2 separate regions of the Sus scrofa genome follow, and region 2 is linked to region 1. Evidence: chromatin contacts called from public Hi-C data. All regions are on one chromosome and are shown on one strand. The core of a region is the stretch at or near the end of the contact, and the rest is flanking DNA. Distances in the headings are between cores, read along the strand shown.

Region 1 (3,297 bases), core at 762-3,261:
TCTAGTTCCATCCATGTTGCTGCAAATGGCATTATGTCATCCTTTTTTATGGCTTAGTAGTATTCCATTGTGTATATATACCACCTCTTCCGAATCCAATCATCTGTCGATGGACATTTGGATTGTTTCCATGTCCTGGCTATTGTGAATAGTGCTGCAATGAACATGCGGGTGCAAGTGTCTCTTTTAAGTAGAGCTTTGTCCGGATAGATGCCCAAGAGTGGGATTGCAGGGTCATATGGAAGTTCTATGTATAGGTTTCTAAGGTATCTCCAAACTGTTCTCCATAGTGGCTGTACCAGTTTACATTCCCACCAGCAGTGCAGGAGGGTTCCCTTTTCTCCACAGCCCCTCCAGCACTTGTTATTTGTCGATTTATTAATGATGGCCATTCTGACTGGTGTGAGGTGGTATCTCATGGTAGTTTTGATTTGCATTTCTCTTATAATCAGCGATGTTGAGCATTTTTTCACGTGTTTGTTGGCCATCTGTGTATCTTCTTTGGAGAAATGTCTATTCAGGTCTTTTGCCCATTTTTCCATTGATTGATTGGTTTTTTTGCTGTTGAGTTGTATAAGTTGCTTATATATTCTAGAGATTAAGCCCTTGTCAGTTGCATCATTTGAAACTATTTTCTCCCATTCTGTAAGTTGTCTTTTTGTTTTCTTTTGGGTTTCCTTTGCTGTGCAAAAGCTTTTCAGTTTGATGAGGTCCCATGGGTTTATTTTTGCTCTAATTTCTATTGCTTTGGGAGACTGACCTGAGAAAATATTCATGATGTTGATGTCAGAGAGTGTTTTGCCTATGTTTTCTTCTAGGAGTTTGATGGTGTCCTGTCGTATATTTAAGTCTTTCAGCCATTTTGAGTTTATTTTTGTGCATGGTGTGAGGGTGTGTTCTAGTTTCATTACTTTGCATGCAGCTGTCCAGGTTTCCCAGCAATGCTTGCTGAATAGACTTTCTTTTTTCCATTTGATGTTCTTGCCTCCCTTGTCAAAGATTAATTGACCATAAGTGTCAGGGTTTATTTCCGGATTCTCTATTCTAGAATTTTTTAATAGTGTAGAATTAAACAAATAGTAGTTCATCACCATGGAAGCTTCTAAAAGTGCTACATGCATTCAGCCAGAAGCAATCATGTTCCAGTCAACTTGGAGAGTCTCAGCCTTCAGTGCTCTCGGGAAGCTTCCACATATACTATGGATTTGACTGCTCTTTTCCTGAAAGGGGTCCTAGAGATGATCTTGGTGGTGGGAAGAGGCCAGATTGACAGGAGTGATTCCAGACAACACTTTTCACTTGCAGAGCATTCTAAAGTTTACCACGACTTTTGTTTAAATTTTCGATTGATTCTGCAACTGTCCATCCAGTGAAGAAGTTTTCATGGTCCTCATTTGTCAGATTTTTAAAAATCAAAGTTCATTAGGTTAAACAACTTGCCCGAAGGAGTAGTTATCAGAACTAAAACTTTTCTGAAGCTATCTGTGTAAAATTTCTATTTTGGAGAATATTCAAGCACAGTTAGGAAACGGAATAATGGGCGAGTTGTAAGTCATGGGAAATTTTCTCATAAAGATTTAGTTGCAATTCATGGAGCACCTTTCAACTTCAGCAAGTACATTTAATGAAGTGTTACTGGTTTGTGAAAAATCGAATGGGGGTGTGTGTGTGTGTGGTTTTTCTCAAAGTGTGAACCTCAATCGCCTCAATCACATTCACATGAGGATCTGTTGAAAATGGGGGTTCCTGGGCTTCACCCCAGTTGCTCTGAACTCTGGGAATCTCTAGGGGTGAATCTACATGTTCAGCAGGCCTCTCAGGTAAATCTCAGTTTACATACTGTGTGGTATTAGACACTGTTATTTAATGTTTGGCAGAAATTTTGCCAAGACCCCCAGGTCACCTTTAAACTTGACAATGGAAGCCTTTTCTGTGGCTGTGGTTTTCCCCGAGAGGCAGGGCGGAGTTGCGCTGGGCGGGGCTTGAATGGGCAGGGCGGGCGGGAGGGGCCAGGTCTGGCGAGGTGGAAGGTGAAGGGTTAATGGCTCCGCGCGCAGGCGCTGCCCTCTGAACTGGAACGGAAAACAATTTCCGGTTGGATTCCCCCGGCCGGGTGCCGGAGCCCTGTGGCGTGCGAGGCCGGTGCGGACGCCTTGAACTGTGAGTAAGAAACTTTGTGAGCGAGCTGGTGTGTCCGAATCCGTCGGGCACGGCGGCGGCGCACTTGTGTGTGTGTGTGTGTGTGTGTGTGAGCGAGAGGCATGCGCTGTCCATATGGGCGCCGCAGGGAGAGAAGCCGAGGAGCTGCAGAGACAACCGGTTCTTAGAGTGGGGAGGGACTTACTGTTAGTGAAATGACCTAGGTCAGCGTCCCAGAGAGGACCCGGAAGGGGCTTTCCGGGCCCGCAACGTCAGCTCAGCAAACAACTGCCCCCTCTGCGTCGGCTCAAGGGGAGGGATCCACCGGGATTCCGCGCCGTGCTAATCTCGGGGACTTGAATTCTTGGCGGGCCAACTGGGGAAGCAGGGCCTGCGATGTCAGGGGGAGTGGTGGACCCCGCGCGAAATGTCCCAGCCTCCGGTCCTCACAGGGGCTGTCTTCCTCAAGCTAGTACTGCCGTTGTTACTCTTTCGAAAACTTCCTAGGTTCTTTCTGTTGTTTTTCCCAGGATTATTGCACAGTTCCGCTCTCAGCTTTCCTGCAGAGTGTCATCAGAGCCTTGTCAATGAGAAGTTAGGAAACTTCCCCGAGGGTCACGGAGAGAATGGGTGGGTGGCTGAGGCGGAGAGAGCTGTAGCACACCCTGCCCCCACGGAACTGGGAGTTAGACGGAATCCCCAGCGCGGTGTAAACTGACTAGCGAAGAGTTACCGGTATAACAAGCCGTGCTCGTCACAAAGTGAAGAAAGAAGGGGGAAGATACCCAAACCAGAGTCTTTGTGGCTCTTAACATGCTATAACAAGCAAAAGTAGAGCAGTCTTGCTATCGAAGTGTCGTTTATCTCAGATTCCTTTGACAAGTTATATCTTAAGAGGGAAGTGGTGGTGAAGGAAGTGAAGTGACATGAAAGTAAGGAAAAATAGTGATCTCCCTCCCTACCAAGGTTGGAATGCACATTTCAGTCGAAACGTAAGAGAGAAGCAAAGCTATGTATTCTGCTGGAAAATTATCTTGTCCCTTTCATTGGGGAGGGGAGGAAAACCCTAAAATGGTAGAGACTTGTATAAAGCAGAAAATGAAACTCCTTTGTAACCCTCTCCCCAACCATAGGTGCTCCAACCTTTCACATCTCTCT
Region 2 (2,924 bases), core at 181-2,680, 140 kb after region 1:
AACGCTGGATCTTTAACCCACTGAGCAAGGGCAGGGATCGAACCCGCAACCACATGGTTCCTGGTCGGATTCGTTAACCACTGCACCACAAGAGGAACTCCAGAAGGGGCATGATTTTATTTGTATAGTAGAAAGGACATTTGCCAGTGGAGAGTGGATTAAGACAGAATGGAGGCAGGGAGATCAAGGAGATTACTGCAGTATTCTAGGAAAAGAATAATGCAGGTTTGAGTTAAGGAGTAGAGAGTTGGAGTAGAGAGAATGGAGAAAGGGGAGTGGTGGATTGAAAAACTATTTTATAGATTAGACCCTTCGTCATTTCCAGAGTTTTTAATTGGGAAGCCAGTGGGAATAGGTGAATAAGAGGTGTCTACTCTTGGGTCTGATTAGGGAAACTACATGAAGGACATCTGCAAAAAAAAAAAAAAAAAAAAAAAAAAAAAAAGGCACGGGTTTGAGGGAAAAGATAAAGACATGGATCCATATATAATTAGTATTACCTATGATTAAAACAATGTATATACATTTTTAGGTGGAATTCTTTGAGGGGGAAATTGGGTGTTAATATGCCACACAAACCGCTTTGGTTTCATATGGTATAATCTTCTTTTCCCTCCATCCAGTAAATTCTTGATATAGGAATGCCTCGAAGATGTTAGTTATCTGTAATATATCTGACAAAGTGAGAGGGACTTGGTAAATGTGCTGCCCTAAAGAGAGCCTGTAGGGAAGTGAAATATAAACCTGTCAATAGTTATTTCTTGGGCAGTTTTGCTCTCTGAAAACCTAGCACAGAGCACATAATGGGCAAAACGTTACTGTTGATGGTAGTTACCCGGAGAAACGTGAGGAAATGATTTCTTAAACTTGTAAATTGCATTGAGCTTAAAATAGATGGTTTTACTATTTAGGAAATTTTGGTTTTCCTTGAAATTCAATCTCTGCAAAGCGGTAAAGACAAGAAGGTGGGTATTATGTCGTATGGAAAAAAGTATTCCACTGTTTCCCACTCTTCACACCCCTCCCTTTTCAATTTTGCTTCTCAGGTGACCAAGTTAAGTTTAGTTCAAGGGAACCTTTTCGTTTTTAAGAAGGGCCGCGGGTGGACACCAAAACGTAAAGGGTACTGGTCTTCGCATACCTGCAGTTCCATTTCCTAACCAGTCACCTCCCAGGCTGTGTAGGCCTGCGTCCCGGATCTCGGAGTTCGCAGAACGCGCAGAAGTGGGAAGGGAGAGGCGGGAGCAGAAAAGGGAGGATGTCGGAGGTGCAGGAGCGGTCTCGGCGCTAACTTCCGCTCCGCCCTCCCAGCTGGGACCGGGGAAGCGGGCGGCAGGCGTTGTCAGTCCGGGCAGCTCCTCCTGGGACGCTCGCCCATCTCCAGAGTCGTCTCCAATTGGTCGTCGGGGGAACGGAAGCCGGAGCAGAGCAGTGAACCCGGAAGTGCTTCGCGGCGGAGGCCCGGGCGACTCTTTTGAATGGAATCGGGCTGATTCATCGCCGGTTCGCGGAGCCAGAACCCGGCTGAGCCCGAGCTGCTGCTGCCGCCGCCGTCACGGCCGCCGCCGCCGCTGTCACCGCCACCGCCGCGTCACAAGGGTCCAGACTGCGGCCTCTTCGCCAGCCCGCCAAAGGTGAGACGGGAAAGGCCGCCCCAGGAGGTCCGCGGAGGCATCCGCGTTAGGCCGCTGCCAGCCGGGTGCTTTCCTGAGTCACGTTGCCCAGCCGAGTTGCCACTGGGGGCCCAGGAAGTGAGGGTGGGTCCAGGTTCCTTCGTCCTCCTCGCCGGCTACTGCCGGCTGTTGGTCTTGATTTAGATCTCCTTCCTCCAGGCATTTCTGCTCCGCTGAATTCACCACATTTTGGACCCTCTCCTTATACAGGGTAGAACCCTTGGTTTTTGCCTCTATTTGTATGTGCTCTATTGAAAGTTACCCCTGTGTTGAAAAACTTCCCGCCAGACAGAAAATAAGAGTGAGAGGATAAAATTAACTTTCCCGTTGAATGCATGTGTACTTTATCACTTGTCCTGAGCATAGGCCATGACCCCTTTTCTCTTGGTGTGAGGTTCTCAACTCCCTTCAAAAATAACCCCAGAGGTGCACTGGTTTTTAACCTTGAAACTCTTTAAAGTGTGGTTATTCCTGCTATGCCTTTTAACTTACTTTCAATTTGTCCAGTTGAGTAGTTGTTGATTGTAATGTATTGATTACATTTCCAGCTTTCAATAAAGTAGAAATCTGCTTCTGTTACCTCTTGGAACTTAATTTTCCTGTTGACGTTACTTTGTTAGTCAAAAGAAGAAAAATGTAGACTTATCGAAAGAATTTGAATATAAATCTAGTGACTGAAGAGAAAATTACAGAAATTTTAAAAAAAATAGTAACCAGAAGTTGGTAAAAAGATTTAATGGGAAATGCTGAGAGGCTTTGAAAATTAGCATAGAAATGCAGTTACTAGAGTGAAAATTACTTTCTTCATTGCTCATATAAGTATGTTTTTAGTGCTGCTGACTTAATATTTATGAGTAAACAATAAGACAAGTCACTGATAATGTTGAAATAAAAAAGAACTGAATACAGTTTTAGTGGGGATGATTAACATAAAGTGGCCCTCTTGTCATATAAAGCTAGCACTTGGCTCATTTAAAGTTTAAATTATGTATGTTTTAAACATATAAATTGAGCATTTGACCAGATTAAGAAATGTAGTGCCTCAGAATTAACTACAAGATGCATTTAGTGAAGTAGTATTTAGCGAAAAGCCTGAATATTGTCTTAAATTTGTCCCGGAACAAAATTACATCTAGCCAACAGAGCAAAGTTTTGAAGTCATGGTCTTTCAATGAAGCCTCACCTGTTGAATTTGGAAACCTCCCCTCCCCACCCCATAAATACTATATTGCTGTTCTTATTGAAAAGCTG

What was found. A called contact is a pair of places that touch in the nucleus more often than the background predicts.
Region 2: a Hi-C map of heart right ventricle shows a contact between it and region 1, with 4 times the contacts expected there. The contact joins the promoter of PSMD14 here to the promoter of TANK in region 1. A contact is called at or near these places in 1 of 47 Hi-C or Micro-C datasets (heart right ventricle) and 1 of 2 datasets of contacts at active chromatin or transcription factors (alveolar macrophages).

Annotation. Positions count from the first base shown.
Region 1 is chr15:67,968,961-67,972,257 of Sscrofa11.1, forward strand. TANK (TRAF family member-associated NF-kappa-B activator) reads left to right here and starts at 2,012. Exons shown (of 9, transcript XM_021075290.1): 1 at 2,012-2,160.
Region 2 is chr15:68,105,949-68,108,872 of Sscrofa11.1, forward strand. PSMD14 (26S proteasome non-ATPase regulatory subunit 14) reads left to right here and starts at 1,431. Exons shown (of 12, transcript XM_003359536.5): 1 at 1,431-1,634. LOC110257003 (a long non-coding RNA gene) reads right to left here and starts at 1,287. Exons shown (of 2, transcript XR_002339113.1): 1 at 1,142-1,287.